Linked DNA regions of Sus scrofa: regions 1, 2, 3 and 4 are each linked to region 5. The links are chromatin contacts, called in public Hi-C, HiChIP or PLAC-seq and promoter capture Hi-C maps. All regions are on one chromosome and are shown on one strand. The core of a region is the stretch at or near the end of the contact, and the rest is flanking DNA. Distances in the headings are between cores, read along the strand shown.

Region 1 (2,700 bases), core at 108-2,607, 210 kb after region 5:
ACACACAACACCCCACAACTTACTGAAAGCAAGAGAAAAGAACCTCAGGTTGCTCAGTGAGGCTTACCAGCTGCTCGTCCCCACGCCTGCTGCACAGTCACTTGTCTCCTGGACACAGTCAGCTGGCACTTCTGGCAGACCAGACTTCCTGCTGAAACCTAGTATTGATCAAGAACCGGGTTTCTGTCCATTCACGAACCTCGCAGAACATTCGCACCGGCACAGGGAACAGGCTGGTGTTAGATCCCTGTGGCAGATCTAACTCTGGGCCAGACACCTGCCACGGCTCATTACCCTACGGGCAGCTGCGCAGGTGATAAGGGCTCTAATCTAGGTGTGAACAGAGCGGTTAACGCCCCAGGGGAGGGAGGGTAAACACACACTCTTTCCGACAGTGATAACGGATTTCGTTTAATAAGACCTGGCAACATCAGTCGGGCTCCACACAAAATGCTTCCCAAGGTTTGGTTCTCAATGATGTGAAGCGAGAAACTATAATTATCCCTGTTGAACAGAGGTAAAAACTGAGGCCCCGGGTGCTCGTCCTTTGCCCAAGGTCACACACTTGGAAGTCAGCCGTGTGCGGACGGTGGGACACCTTCCCACTTGACAGCTGAAGACGCAGGTCCTGAGCCTGGCCAGTGGGTGCTGCCCACAGGTAGGGCGCCCGGGCCGGCCCCTGCCTCTGCTCCTTCCTGCTCCGGTTAAGACGCGGTGGCAGCAGGAGCCGGCCTCCCCAGCGCTGAGGCCAGTGGGCTCTGGCCCGGCCCACTGGCACCCTTCAAGTCTCTTCTCCTTTCTGGGTCTCTTTCCCCGGCCTGCGAAACCGGGCCACCACTGAGCACCTCGCCGCGCTGCGGGCAGGAAGGGAGGCGGCCGGGGCAGCGCTGGCGAGGGCGGCACCGGTTGCGGGTGGCCTCCTGCCCCGGCCCGCGCGCGCCTCCACACCTCGTCGGCGCGCGGGCCGGAGGCGCTGCGGTCCAGGCCGCCCCCTCGCGCCCCCACCCCCCGCCACGCGCCGCCCCCACGCGCCCGCCGCGCGAGGCCCCGGAAGCCGGGCCGCCCCGCCCCCCGCGCCCGCCCCCCCGGAGCCCCGCCCGCCTGGCCTTCCGACGGGGGTGCGGCTCCAGGAAACGGCGCGCTCGCCGCTCTGCGCTCCAGCGACCCGACGCGCCCCAGACGACCCCGCTGACGCAGCCAGACCCCCCGGCGGGCACCGGCGGCGGCGGGGAGAGCGGCCCCCGGCCCGCGCCTCCGATCCGTCCCCACAGACGGGGCGGGCGGCGCCGACGGGAGCCTGGGAGGCCATGGGGACCTGGGCCGGGCCAGCGGTCGCGGGCCGGCGGGAGCCCGGGATCTGAGGAGCGGGCGGCGGGGGCTGTGGGGCCATGACCTCCGTGTGGAAGCGCTTGCAGCGCGTGGGCAAGCGGGCCGCCAAGTTCCAGTTTGTGGCCTGTTACCACGAGCTGGTGGTGGAGTGCACCAAGAAATGGTGAGTGGGAGGGAGGCCTGGGGGACCCCCCAGTCCGCCAGGGGCCCCATCCGCCTCTCGGAGAACCCTGCCCCCAGCCCAGGGGCCAGAGAGGCCCCCGACCCCCAGCCTGGGCCCTGGTGCCCCAGCACTGAGCGGTGCCCTTGCAGCCTCCCGGCTCCCCACTGTTGGGGGGTGTGGGCAGCCTTGGGAGTGGAGGCCTGAGAACCTGTCTGCGCCCACACTTCCCTCAGCCGCGCTCACGGCTGGGGGAAGGGAGGCCTCACGTTTTCGGCCAGAGGGATGGTTCAGGGTGGCGTCCGACAAGGGAGCAAGTTTTGAGGCCTGCGGGTGGAGGGGCCGGGACAGAAAACTCCAGGGACCTTAGACCAGCTCCCCTCTCCCCCTGCCCATTTGTTGAACCAGAGGAACCACCCGCCCCTGGAACCACAGTGGGCGCTGGGAGGCTGGCTCTGTCTCCACAATATCCTTAAAAGGGGAAACTGAGCGCTGGGAAGGATGGGGAGGGAGGAAGGCGGGGAGCAGCTTAAAGGGGCCTGAGGGCCTGGGAGGTTGTGGGTCGGGGAGCAGAGAGCCTGGGGAAGGCCAGGTGGTGAGGTGAGGGGAGATACGCGAGGGGCAGCAGGACCTTCCCGGACTGCCACGGGGCCCAGGGGCATCTCCCATGCCCCCACCCGCAGCTGCCCAGGCCCCTGCGTCACACCCTAAATATACGTGCTTGCTGGTGTCAGCTTCCCTTGGCTGGATTAGGGCACAGCTGTGGGGGCCTCACCCGCGGGGCCAGGCGGGGCTAAATTTAGGCTCCCAAGAGGAAGGACAGGAAGGGACCAGGGGGTCTAAGGGGAGGGGAGGGAGCAGGAGGCCTGAGGTCCCTTGGGCAGCTGTCACATCCCTGGTCTTGACTAGGCCTGAGGGTGGTTCATACCATTCGGCAAGACCCAGAAAGGAGAGAGGCAGGCTGGAATAACACGGCATAGAGCTGGGATTTGAACTCTGGCCTATGGCTTCTGCCCTGTGCCCCAGCATTCTTGATGAGGCCAGGGGGACCCTGGGCATGGTCCTGGAGAGCCGGCTGAGAGTTTGGGCAGTGTCAGCGTGTCTGAGTCAGAGGGGATGGGCAGAACCTCCTGGGCTTTTTTGCCGGCAGCCCAGGCTAGGAAACTGCCCTGGCTCAGGTCGCAGCTCCCCAGGAGGGTGTGCCCAGCCTG
Region 2 (2,700 bases), core at 65-2,564, 170 kb before region 5:
TATGGTTTGAGCCGGCTTTCTGCTCCGCGCTGCTTGGGGCTCACCATTCAGGAACCTCTCCACACCCCCCATCACTAATTTATTCAAAGCTCCCCCTGCCTGTGGGCTCCCTCGATTTTTCTCCTACTTACCTGAGCTCGAGCCCCACCCCTGGCTCAAGATGACTCCTCCTTCCCTCCCAGAGAGTTCCTCCCTCCTTGAGCCCTGAACTCACGGCCATGCTGGGGCTGGACTTGGTCAAGTACACCACAGTGGGGTAGAACTGGTGCTTGAGGTAGTAGGCGTGAGCCACCACGGCCCCGGTCAGCGCCAGGCTGGCCGCCATCATCACGGCGGTGCGGAACATTGCCCTGGCCTGGGGACCTGCGTGGGAGAGGAAAGGTAAGGTCACAGCTGTGTGATGCCACCCCGTGCAAACCTAGCCCAGCTCCTGAGACGCAGTGTTAACACACCGGGGAAAGAAAAGCCTCATTCCCCCATCATCGCATCGAGAAGAGCCCATGCTCCCCCATTCCACAAGTGGCAAGACTGAGCCTCAAAGGGGTTAAGCGACCACACTGACGCAAGGCCTGGAGCCCGGGTCAGTCTTGTTTCAAAGCTAGGACTCTTTCCACGCTGCCTGCCAAACCGCCGCCTCTAGGGAAGAATGAGGAAAGGCAGCAGCGTCGGAGGAGGGAACTGCTCCCACTGACCCTAAAGTGACGGTGATGGGGTGGGATGCAAACGCAGAAATCTCCAGAAGCGGGAATGGGCGGCCTGGACCGGGAGAGGCCAAGGCGCTGGGGGGCGCCGCCGGGTAGGCGACAGCGTCGGTGACAGCTCTGCCAGGGTGGGCAGCTCCAACGCGCGCCCGGCGGGAGCGGGCGGGGTACGTCAGCCTGGAACCCTGGCGCCCCCCAACCCCCTGGGGAAGTGTCAACTCGGGGCACCGGAGAAACGGCCGACCGCCAGGATGCAGGGGCGGGACGGAGAGGGACCCGGGTCGACCCCGCGGCCGCGCACCTGTAAGCGCCAGGAGCTGCGAGTGTCGCAGGCGGGGCCCAGCCTCTGCGAGCGCGGCCGCGCGGGCAACTATCTCCAGCTGACAGGCCGAAAGCTGGCGGCGGGGCTGAGGGGGCGCGCCGACCCCGGGGACCTCAAGGGGAAAGGTCCAGGCCCCTACTCCAACCACAACCCGGGTCCGACCCCCGCCCACTCACCAGGAGCCCAGCGCCGCGAGCCCGCTCAGTCCCCGCGACTGCGGAGGCGGCTCCGGTTAACAACACTCCCCACCCCCTGCGAGCCGGAACTTCGGGGGTGAGACACCTCACTTCCGGCGGGGCGGGGCGGGGCGGGGCGTGGACCGTACCAAGTGCCCCGGTCCCTTGTGCGCCCTGCTCATTCTCCCTGGTGCCAAGAGCAGTAGTCCCTCCACCCTTCTGGCGTTCGTGCCCACTGTTCGAGTGAAAGATGCGAGAGGTGGTCTGAGCGGAATTAAGGCAACTTGGAGAGGATTAGAGTCTCCCTATTAGTCACAGATGGTATCGTCTTGGCCGCTGAGTGGACTCAACCTAGCGGCGGACTCCGGCTCTCAAAGCGGCTGGAAGGCGGCCCCCCCACTCCTCCGCGCGTTGTGCGGGCCGTACCATTTGGAGGGGGGAGTATGCAAGGGACAGACATACAGGCCTAAGAGAAATAAGATGTCTTAGATACTCATTCCAGGGGGAGTCACAACAAATTGATAAATTAGATGCTTTCTAAGAGAAATGGGTTCAGGAAAAACGACTTGTATCCTCCTTGATCTCCCCCAGTTGTGTGGGAGTGAGTTGGGTCTCCGTGGCTGCTATAGATTGGTCGAAATGGAGTTACGCGGACCAGTAAGAAGAAGAAAGGAAATCGGTTAACCTATGGGAAGAGAAAAGCAGGTGAGCGGTTGCTAGGGGCGGAAGGTAGCGTTGCCTGGGGTTAGATCTTACTCCTGGGAACAGAGAGTAGCGAAGGCGCAGTCGGTGGGCAGGGGTTCAGGGTCTGCCAGACGGAGACAGTTGCTGCACCACGAAAGGGAGAGGTTCCTGGGACCGAGGCGAAAACATCTTTAATTCTGGCTAATCTTGGGATGGGAATGTTCTTTGCAAAGGGATTGACTTCCATGCGGCGTGCTTTGCGATCCTTTCAATCCTGGCCGGTAGCCACAGCTTCCCCAGACTTGGGCTGTGCTCATAGTCTGTGTCTTCTTCAGCCAACCCAGTCGGCTCGTTGACAGAATGGAGCTAATGCACCGCCCACTTTGTGCCTGGAGTTTTCCTCCGTCGTCTCATTTAATCATCAATCATAAGTTTATGAACTAGGTGGTGCTGTCCTCATTTTATACGTGAGACAACGGAGGTTCAGACATTTAAGAAGTACCAGGATTGGCAACGGGTCTGTCTGATTCTAAATTCCCTAACTGGGAGTTGCCGCAGTGGCTCAGGGGAAACGAATCTGACTAGTATCCAGGAGGACGGAGGTTGGATCCCTGACCTCGATCAGTGGGTTAAAGATCATCTGGCGTTGCCCGTGAGCTGGGGTGTAGGTCACAGACGCCGCTGTGGCGCAGGCGCAGGCCGGCAGCTACAGCGCCAACTGGACCCCTAGCCTGGGAACCTCCATATGCTGAAGAAGCAGCCTTAAAAAAAAAAAAAAAAGAAAAAATCCAGAGCTGTTGGATTCTGCTGCTACTAT
Region 3 (2,700 bases), core at 12-2,511, 140 kb before region 5:
CGTAGGCCGGTGGCTACAGCTCTGATTCAACCCCTAGCCTGGGAACCTCCATATGCCGCGGGAGCGGCCCAAGAAATAGCAACAATAACAACAACAACAAAGACAAAAGACAAAAAAAAAAAAAAAAACAAAACAAACTGCGATCTGCTGGGCTGGGCCCCCCAGGTCAGGCAAAAGCCCTGAGCAGGGGACCACCGCAGTCTACCTCCCTCTCACTTCTGGGCTCCCCAACTTGATGCATCTGGGGAGGGAGGGTCTCTTCGGGTCCTGGGTGGGCCTGCCGTCCCGCTCACAACCTCTGCCGTCCCCTCCTGGGTAAGGCGACACATGGGCGCTCCCAGGTAGGCGGGCGAGGAAGGGTCTGGGGAAGAAGACAGAGATGCCGGCCTCTTGCAGTTTCAGGGTTCAAGAGGCCTCAGAGCGCGCGAGAAAGATGGGCTCCCACACTTGCTCATTTCATCCCATTCGCTGCGCGAACCGGGAGACTTAAGGCCAAGAGGGGCAGAGACTCACCCAAGGTCACTCGGCCAGCCGGAGCCTGGGGGACCGGTTCCCCACGCCCCGCCCGGTCGCCGGGAACCGCTAAGGCAAGGCGGCGGCGCCCCGAGCCTGCGCCCCAGGGCGCGGGGGCGGGGAGCGGGCCCTGCCCCGGAGCCGGGCTGCGGCGAAGGCCGGCCGGGGTGGGGCTGCCGTTTGCGGAGCGTCCGGCAGGGGTCCGCTCGCCGCCAGCCCGGCCCCTCCGCCCCGCAGCTGCCGCAGCCCGAGGTAATCTCGGCCCCGCGTCAGAGGCGGGCGGGGCGGCGGGGCGGCGGCCGCGCCACCGAGGAGGGGCGCCGGGAGGACGGACCCCGGGCTGCGGGGGCGGCGCCGCGGGCCGGGACGCCCGGGCGTGCCCTTCGGGGGCGCCGCGTGGGGTGGGGCCGCCCCGCCCTGCAACTCGAGCCGCGGCCCCCGGTTAAAAATACCCCCTGCCCCGTCCTCCCCCCGCCCCGCCGCCCCCGCGGTGCCCTGACGTCCGCGCCCCTGCGCGACTCAGCCCGACAGGCGCTGGCCCCTCCCCGGGGACAACGCTGCCTTTTACTAATTTGTCCTCTACGCGGAGTTGGCCCCGCGCCTGCAGAGGGAGAGGCGGGGAGCCCCTGAGTGAGAGAGATAGAGAAGGTGCCCCAGAGATAAGGGCGAGCTGAGAGGAAGCTGGGTTGGAGCCCGGAGAGGAGGAGGAGGAAGAGAAGGAGGAGGAAGGAGGGAGGGAGGGAGGGAGGGAGGAGGGCGGAGGGGCCGCGGCGGGAGGAGGGCGGGGAGGAGCGCTCTTCCTGGTTGGGCCCTGTCCTGAGCTGCCGCCCGGGAAGCCGGCTGCAGGGACCGCAGCGACACCCCCCCAAATACTCCTCCCCCAGGTAAGGAGCTGGGTGGCCGCGCCGGCCCCGGCCACTGCGCCCAGGCTGAGGGGCTGCCTCCACCCCCGGGCCCTCTGAGTGCCTGGGACCGGGGCGGGGGCTCGGGAAGCCGCACGGCTCCAGCGCCCGCCCCAGCCTGCGTTCCTCACTGTCTCCAGGGGCTGGGCCGAGGGAGGGCCAGAGGGGAAAGGACTAAGGGCCAGGCGCCCCATCCTGCAACCTGTCTCAGGAACCGGGGGGCGGGGGACCCTGCCTGCCAGGAGTTCTCAGCCCTCCAGCCCCTCCAGTGCATAGGAGCTTGACTGGTTTGAGAAGGGGGTGGTTACAGGCTGGCAGACAAAGAGGCCTTCCCTGGGGTCTCCCACCTTCCTGGTTCCCTGTGTTATTTGTTATCTCGGGCTCCGCCCTTCCCCACCTGCCGGGCTGACCACAGGACTGCAGGCCCAGGGCAATGACCGTCGGGGAAAAGAGGTGGTGGCCCTGGGTGGGGATGGGGAGATGGTAGCCATCATGCCTGGGGGATGGGAAGCCCTCTCTCCTGGGTTCTGGGAGCACAGGGAGGTGGCAGAGAGCCTGATGCTGCGGGGGAAACTGCAGTTTGGGGAGGAAGGATGGCAGGGGCTGCAGAACAGCATCGGCAGACAGGAGCCCCAGTTCTCGTCTGGGGAGGCGTGGGTTCTGAGCAGGCCCCTCTGTCCCACAGGATGGCCGAGGAGGTCATCACTCCGGTGTACTGCACTGGGGTGTCTGCACAAGTGCAGAAGCTGCGGGCCAAGGAGCTGGGCCTGGGCCGCCATGAAAATGCCATCAAGTACCTGGGCCAGGATTACGAGCAGCTCCGGGCTCACTGCCTGCAGAGTGGGAGCCTCTTCCGTGATGAGGCTTTCCCTCCAGTGCCGCAGAGCCTGGGCTTCAAGGAACTGGGCCCCAACTCCTCCAAAACCTATGGCGTCAAGTGGAAGCGTCCCACGGTGAGAGGGACCACCCTAAGTGGGACTCGGTTTACTCTTGCCCTGGGTGAGGAGTGGGAATAGGACTTGAGGTCCCTGGTAGGGAGGGGGGTTCCGGTTTCTAGGAGGGGCCGGCCCAGAGACAGGACTCTGGGTCTCTTGCAGGAGCTGTTCTCAAACCCCCAGTTCATCGTGGATGGAGCCACCCGAACAGACATCTGCCAGGGAGCACTGGGTAGGCCCTAGGGGGTTCTGCGTGTTTTCTCCATAGTAGCTCCCCATACCCGCTCCTTCCTGCTCTGTCTCAGTCCCTCCCTCCTGCAAGCCCAGGCAGGCTCTGGCTATCGGTGCTG
Region 4 (2,700 bases), core at 68-2,567, 150 kb after region 5:
TTATTTTTTAAAATCTTTTTATTTTATTTTAATTACTCAAATGAATTTATTACATCTGTAGTTGTATAATGATCATAACAATTTGATTTCACAGGATTTCCATCCCACAGCCCAAGCACATCCCCTCACCCCCTAAACTGTCTCCTCCGAAGACGATAAGTTTTTCAATGTCTGTGAGTCAGCATCTGTTCTGCAAAGAAGTTCAGTCTGTCCTTTTTTCAGATTCCACATGTGAGTGAAAGCATTTGATGTTGGTGTCTCATTGTCTGGCTGACTTCACTTAGAATGATAGTTTCTAGGTCCATTCATGTTGCAAAAAATGCTGGTATTTCGTTCTTTTTAATGGCTGAGTAATATTCCATTGTGTATATGTACCACATCTTCTTGATCCACTCCTCTGTCGATGGACATTTAGCTTGTTTCCATGTTTTGGCTATTGTAAATAGTGTTGTAATGAACGTGACCTTACTTTTGGAGAAACCATTGCCAGCCCAGCCCCTCCTGGATGCTGGGCTCTGTCCAGCTAAGGAGCTGGGTCTCCTCCAGCATGAATGGCATTTGAGCTGTTGACACCATTCTGCCACTGACAGCCCCTATCTGCACAGGTGCTGGGGTCTGGAGGTGCTGACCCTGGAGACACAGAGCCAGTTCTACTGAGCCCAGGAGAGCAGGGGCCCCTCCTGGCCTCCTGGCTTCTTCTGAACTTGCTGGGCTGTTCCTCCTACCCTTCTTTCCTGGGGTCACTGCCTTTCCCCTCCCCAGGTCCCCTCTCCCTGTCTCAGGGTTCCTAGACCTCCTCAGGACCTTTGCTTCCCTCTCTGCCTCTCACCCACGCTCCTTCTCACCGGCTTTGCTTCCTTGTGCCTCTTCCCTGGTCACTCAGTCATTCCACCAACTTGATCCTCACCGCATCCTGGAGGTGCCCACTGGCTGGTGTGGGAGAGCGTCTGGTTTGGGGAGAGTCATCTTCTCTAAGTCTCTTCCTCACTCCTCACTGAACCCTGCACCCCTTCATGTCTGTCTCTCTGACGATTTCCTCTGGCGTCTCCCCATCTCCCCGCCTCCTTGTCTCCGTTTCCCTATCCTCTGTCCCTTCTCAGGCTTTCCACATTTTAGATATAAAGACACAGAGGCCCTGAGAGTTTGGGTGATCCGCCAGGGCAGGGGGTGAAGGAGGGTTGGTCTCCCCAGTACCTGCCGCCCTCGGATCCCCGCCCCGCCCACCAGCCCCGCCCCGCCCACCAGCCCCGCCCCCACGAGGCCCCGCCCACACAGACCCGCCCTCGCCACGGCCGACCCCGCCCCCGTCCCGCCCCCGCCCCGCCCCGCCCCGGCTCGGGCAGCGGGAGGACCCGGAGCTGAAGCGCCCGAGGCCGCGGCGGCGGCGGCGGCGGCGGCGGCGGCGGGGACGATGTGGTTCTTTGCTCGGGACCCGGTCCGGGATTTCCCGTTTGAGCTCAGCCCGGAACCTCCCGAGGGCAGCCCGCCCGGACCCTGGGCCCTGCACCGCGGCCGCAAGAAGGTGAGCGCGGCCCCGCTCCGCAGGCCTCGGCCGACCTCGGTCTCGCCTAGTCAGCGCCGCCGGCCCCGCCGCGTCGCGCCCCGCCTGACGTGGCTGCGGAGCCTCTAGGGCAACGGGCCGGGGGAGGGGGACGGGTAGTGCCGACGTGGCGGGCGGAAGGACCGAGGGACCAACAGGCGCACCCAACCGGGGTTACGTGGGCCCGACTCAGTCCCCAAGGGCTGTCCTGGGGGGAGACCCGGCCGGCGGGTCTTCCTTTCCGGTACTTAGCTCCGGGGACCATCTCGGAGATGGAGTGGTCAGCTTGGGGCTCGGCCCACACCCCTGAGGCCCCTCTGTTCTGCCCCAGGCCACAGGCAGCCCGGTGTCCATCTTCGTCTATGATGTGAAGCCCGGCGCCGAAGAGCAAACCCAGGTGGCCAAAGCCGCCTTCAAGCGCCTCAAAACTCTCCGGCACCCCAACATCCTGGCCTACATCGATGGGCTGGAGGTACCTACCGGCCGCTCAGTCTGCTCTGTCTCTGCCCCTCACTTTCTCCCAGTCTCCTGCTCCTGCCTTCCTGCCCCTTCCCAGCCCCCTGCCCCAGTAACCCCCAGATTTGACTTCCCCTTCTCCACCCGGTCCCCATCACGTCTCTCATCCCCCTGCTTCTTCTCCACTCTGCGCTGATACTCCACGTCCTTCTTCAGACAGAAAAATGCCTCCACGTGGTGACGGAGGCTGTGACCCCGCTGGCAGCGTACCTCAAGGCTCGAACAGAGACTGGTGATCTGAGGGAGATGGAGCTCTCCTGGGGGCTACACCAAATTGTGGTGAGGTGGGGGGGTAGTGGTGATGATTGCAGGGATGGGGGGGCTGCAGGTACAGGGCTGTGATGGCTCCTTCTGTCCCCAGAAAGCCCTCAGCTTCCTGGTCAACGACTGCAGCCTCATCCACAATAATGTCTGCATGGCCGCTGTGTTCGTGGACCGCGCTGGGGAGTGGAAGCTTGGGGGCCTGGACTACATGTATTCGGCGCAGGGCAATGGTGGGGGTCCTCCCCGCAAGGGGGTCCCCGAACTTGAGCAGTACGATCCCCCAGAGTTGGCCGATGGCAGTGGCAAAGCAGTCAGAGAGAAGTGGTGGGTGACTGGGGGCGGCATGCCCCAACCTGCCCTGTTCTGGAAGCCCCTGCAGC
Region 5 (2,700 bases), core at 102-2,601:
GAGGATATAAATCATTTAAAAACATTTGAATTTGTCCCTCCAGATCCACTTCCCACCCTTCTCTCCCCTACCCTCTCCCCAGGAGGTGACCTAGGTAGAGGAACATCTATGGGTTCCCTTGGGCTTTGGTTTCCGGTTGGGTTCAGCCAATGGGAGCCCAGCAAGAGATCAGAGGATGGGGAGGAGGGGGAGAGTGAGGGATTTCTCAGTCTCACTTCCTGCAAGGGCACCTCAGCCAGGATATGCCCTCACTGGAGGTCACCAATCTCCCCTGATAGTTCCTTTTTCCCACTGGTGCCTCTTCCTGCATTTCTGTGGGCTTATGATGCAAACTTCTCTGCTACTACACACCCCCAGGCAACTGTCCCCCCCCAGGTGTCCCTCCAGACCCAGCTACACTCATTAACACCCCCTTTGTAATGAACCGTCTTCTTTGTGCACCTGTTTCCCACTGGGATCTGAATATATTTAAAAAGGAGTAAAGCTAAATAATAATGTTTAATATGTATATTTAATATTACATTTACATACAATGATTTTCTCTCTATTTCAAAAAGTTTAGGAGTTGCCGTAGCGGCGCAGCGGAAAAGAATCCGACTAGGAACCATGAGGTTGCGGGTTCCATCCCTGGCCTTGCTCAGTGGGTTAAGGATCTGGCGCTGTCCTGATCTGTGGTGTAGGTCACAGTCAAGGCTCGGATCCTGCATTGCTGTGGCTAGGGCTTACGCCAGCGGCTGCAGGTCTTGATTAGATCCCTAGCCTGGGAACCTCCATATGCCGCGGGTGCGGCCCCATGAGCTTTTTTAAAAGAGGATTTTAAGTCATGTTTGTAAACGAATTTGCATGATTCAGCAGTGAAGCAGAAATGAATGGTACACAAGAGAGAGGGATAGTCTTCGGCGCCTAAGTGGAGGGAATGAGCTTAGGAGCAGGAAGCAGGGGAGAAGAGTTGGGCGCCGATAAAGCTGAAGGCAGGAATGGGGGCAAATTTGTCACAGTCCAATATTCGGGCCAAAGAACGTCAGGTTCTGGGAGTTGCTTTTTCTTTCCCTAAAATGGGCACGTGTTTGGCAGCTCAAGAGGACTGTGCCCTACTACTATCACCAACCCCTGGCCAGCAAGTGAGGGCAAAGGGTTAACCACGAGGTTAAAGGTCTGCGAGGTAGCAGGACGCATAAGCTTCACCTACACCACCTCCGGGCCTGCCAGTTTTCACCAAGCCCTCACCTTCTCATTTCTGGACCATGTTACACGTTCCCTCCCTTCTCCCGCTCCCCTACACGTCAGAAGCGGAGGTAGAGCTGGAGCCTCGCGCCGCCCCGGCCTCGGTCTCCATTGCGCCTGCGCACTAGTTCCTCGGCTCCCCGGCCCCCAACAGGCAAGCTCGTTCTCGGCAGCTCGCTCTCGGGCGCGCTCCCGGGCGGCGCCTGCGCAGAAGGACGAGGAAACTGGTTCCCCGTGCGGTCCCGGCGCCTGCGCGCTGCGCTCTCCGGGCCTCCCGGCCTGAGGTAGAGGAGCCGGGAAGATGGCGGCTGTGGTGGAAAATGTAGTGAAGCTGTGAGTGGCCGTTTTCTTTTCCTCCTAGGCCGGGAGGTCTTGTAAGGGGCCTGGGAGTAGGGGGCGGTGCGGGAAGGGACGAGGCGGAGAGAGGGCCTTGCCTGGGAAGGCCATGTTGCGACTCCTAGTGGGGAGGACAACCCGAGACTCCGGAGGAGACGTTGCTCTTCTTTGGAAACTTGTGGAGGCCCTGAGGGGGGCACACGGGAGCCCCTAACGGGCAGCCTCCCGGAGGGGCTGTGCGGTCTGGGCGCTCCCTTCGGGCTGACGGTTTCCAGAGTATGGCGCCCTGGTCGCCTACGAAAGACAGTCCCGGATTCGCTCCCGAGACGCCTCAGTCCGGTGGAGCCGGGCCGAGGGCGGACCCGGGAGCGGCCGGAGCCCCCGCAACGCCCCGCCGCCGACCCCTCCCCATCGGCCGCCCGCAGCCGGCCCTGGGGGAGCAGGCTCCGCAGCCCTCGCGCCGTTAAGCCCCGCTGGGCTGTTTTGTTCTAAACAGCTCGGTGACGTTCCGGGGCGGGCGGGCGGGCGGGGGGGTGGGGTGGTCCTCGAGTGTCAGGTACCCAAGGCCAAGAATATTCCGGGGGAGAATTTGTTGCAGAGCTGGTACTGAGGGGAAAGAACTTCAGGGGAGAGGGCCTCTGTGCCGGCCAATCCCAGCCACCAAAAGCGGGCACTGGACCGATGCAGAGCCCCGGACGCCCCGGCTGCCCGGCTATGCAATACTCTTGGGCTGACAGATTTCGAGCGAAGTTAAAGTTCATGGTTGTTCGGTAAATGGAGAATCCCGTTAGCTGTGAGTTAAAGATGCTTGGAGACTTGATTTAACCCAGCCCCCTCCGTGAGGAAGAATCTGAATGAGTTTTGCAGCTCCGTGCCCCGTGGGCGAATAGAGCAAGCTCCTTTTTAATGCGTAAATTTGGCTTGGTGCAAGGGTAGGAAGATTGAGAGGTGTCTAGTTGTCCAGTTAGGGCTTTGGGATTTTGATTGGATGACAAGGTAAAGGTTTGGGAACTCTGTCTTGGTGGTGGGCTGAGCCCCCCAAGGGCCCCTTTTTAAGGGTGCGGTGCCGCTCTGCCTCTTCTTGCCTGGAGCCTTTTCTTTGCCAGTGCTTTCCCACTTCCATTAAGCTAAGTGCCTTCT

What was found. Promoter capture Hi-C pulls out the DNA fragments that hold promoters and counts their contacts. Hi-C and Micro-C count contacts between places; a contact is called where the count stands out from the background. HiChIP or PLAC-seq counts read pairs in DNA pulled down with a chosen protein or histone mark.
Region 1: a contact with region 5 is called in a promoter capture Hi-C map of fetal liver, with 3 times the contacts expected there. The contact joins the promoter of EHBP1L1 here to the promoter of DPF2 in region 5. A contact is called at or near these places in 1 of 5 promoter capture datasets (fetal liver) and 1 of 2 datasets of contacts at active chromatin or transcription factors (alveolar macrophages).
Region 2: a promoter capture Hi-C map of fetal liver shows a contact between it and region 5, with 2.7 times the contacts expected there. The contact joins the promoter of SYVN1 here to the promoter of DPF2 in region 5. A contact is called at or near these places in 2 of 5 promoter capture datasets (fetal liver and liver), 2 of 47 Hi-C or Micro-C datasets (liver and retroperitoneal adipose tissue) and 2 of 2 datasets of contacts at active chromatin or transcription factors (alveolar macrophages and skeletal muscle).
Region 3: a contact with region 5 is called in a Hi-C map of retroperitoneal adipose tissue, with 1.6 times the contacts expected there. The contact joins the promoter of CAPN1 here to the promoter of DPF2 in region 5. A contact is called at or near these places in 1 of 47 Hi-C or Micro-C datasets (retroperitoneal adipose tissue) and 1 of 2 datasets of contacts at active chromatin or transcription factors (alveolar macrophages).
Region 4: a contact with region 5 is called in an H3K27ac HiChIP or PLAC-seq map of skeletal muscle. The contact joins the promoter of SCYL1 here to the promoter of DPF2 in region 5. A contact is called at or near these places in 2 of 2 datasets of contacts at active chromatin or transcription factors (alveolar macrophages and skeletal muscle).

The regions. Positions count from the first base shown.
Region 1 is chr2:6,677,378-6,680,077 of Sscrofa11.1, reverse strand. It overlaps EHBP1L1 (EH domain-binding protein 1-like protein 1), which reads left to right and starts at 1,357. Exons shown (of 18, transcript XM_021082847.1): 1 at 1,357-1,492. The coding sequence starts at 1,389.
Region 2 is chr2:7,058,058-7,060,757 of Sscrofa11.1, reverse strand. SYVN1 (E3 ubiquitin-protein ligase synoviolin) reads right to left here and starts at 1,314. Exons shown (of 16, transcript XM_003122541.4): 1 at 1,200-1,314; 2 at 215-363. The coding sequence starts at 346. SPDYC (speedy protein C) reads left to right here and starts at 1,303. Exons shown (of 8, transcript XM_021082865.1): 1 at 1,303-1,904.
Region 3 is chr2:7,021,903-7,024,602 of Sscrofa11.1, reverse strand. CAPN1 (calpain 1) reads left to right here and starts at 1,261. Exons shown (of 22, transcript NM_001348784.1): 1 at 1,261-1,397; 2 at 2,101-2,368; 3 at 2,513-2,582. The coding sequence starts at 2,102.
Region 4 is chr2:6,732,094-6,734,793 of Sscrofa11.1, reverse strand. SCYL1 (N-terminal kinase-like protein) reads left to right here and starts at 1,317. Exons shown (of 18, transcript XM_003122558.5): 1 at 1,317-1,522; 2 at 1,872-2,012; 3 at 2,213-2,335; 4 at 2,418-2,644. The coding sequence starts at 1,412.
Region 5 is chr2:6,885,199-6,887,898 of Sscrofa11.1, reverse strand. DPF2 (zinc finger protein ubi-d4) reads left to right here and starts at 1,351. Exons shown (of 11, transcript XM_003122537.5): 1 at 1,351-1,557. The coding sequence starts at 1,526.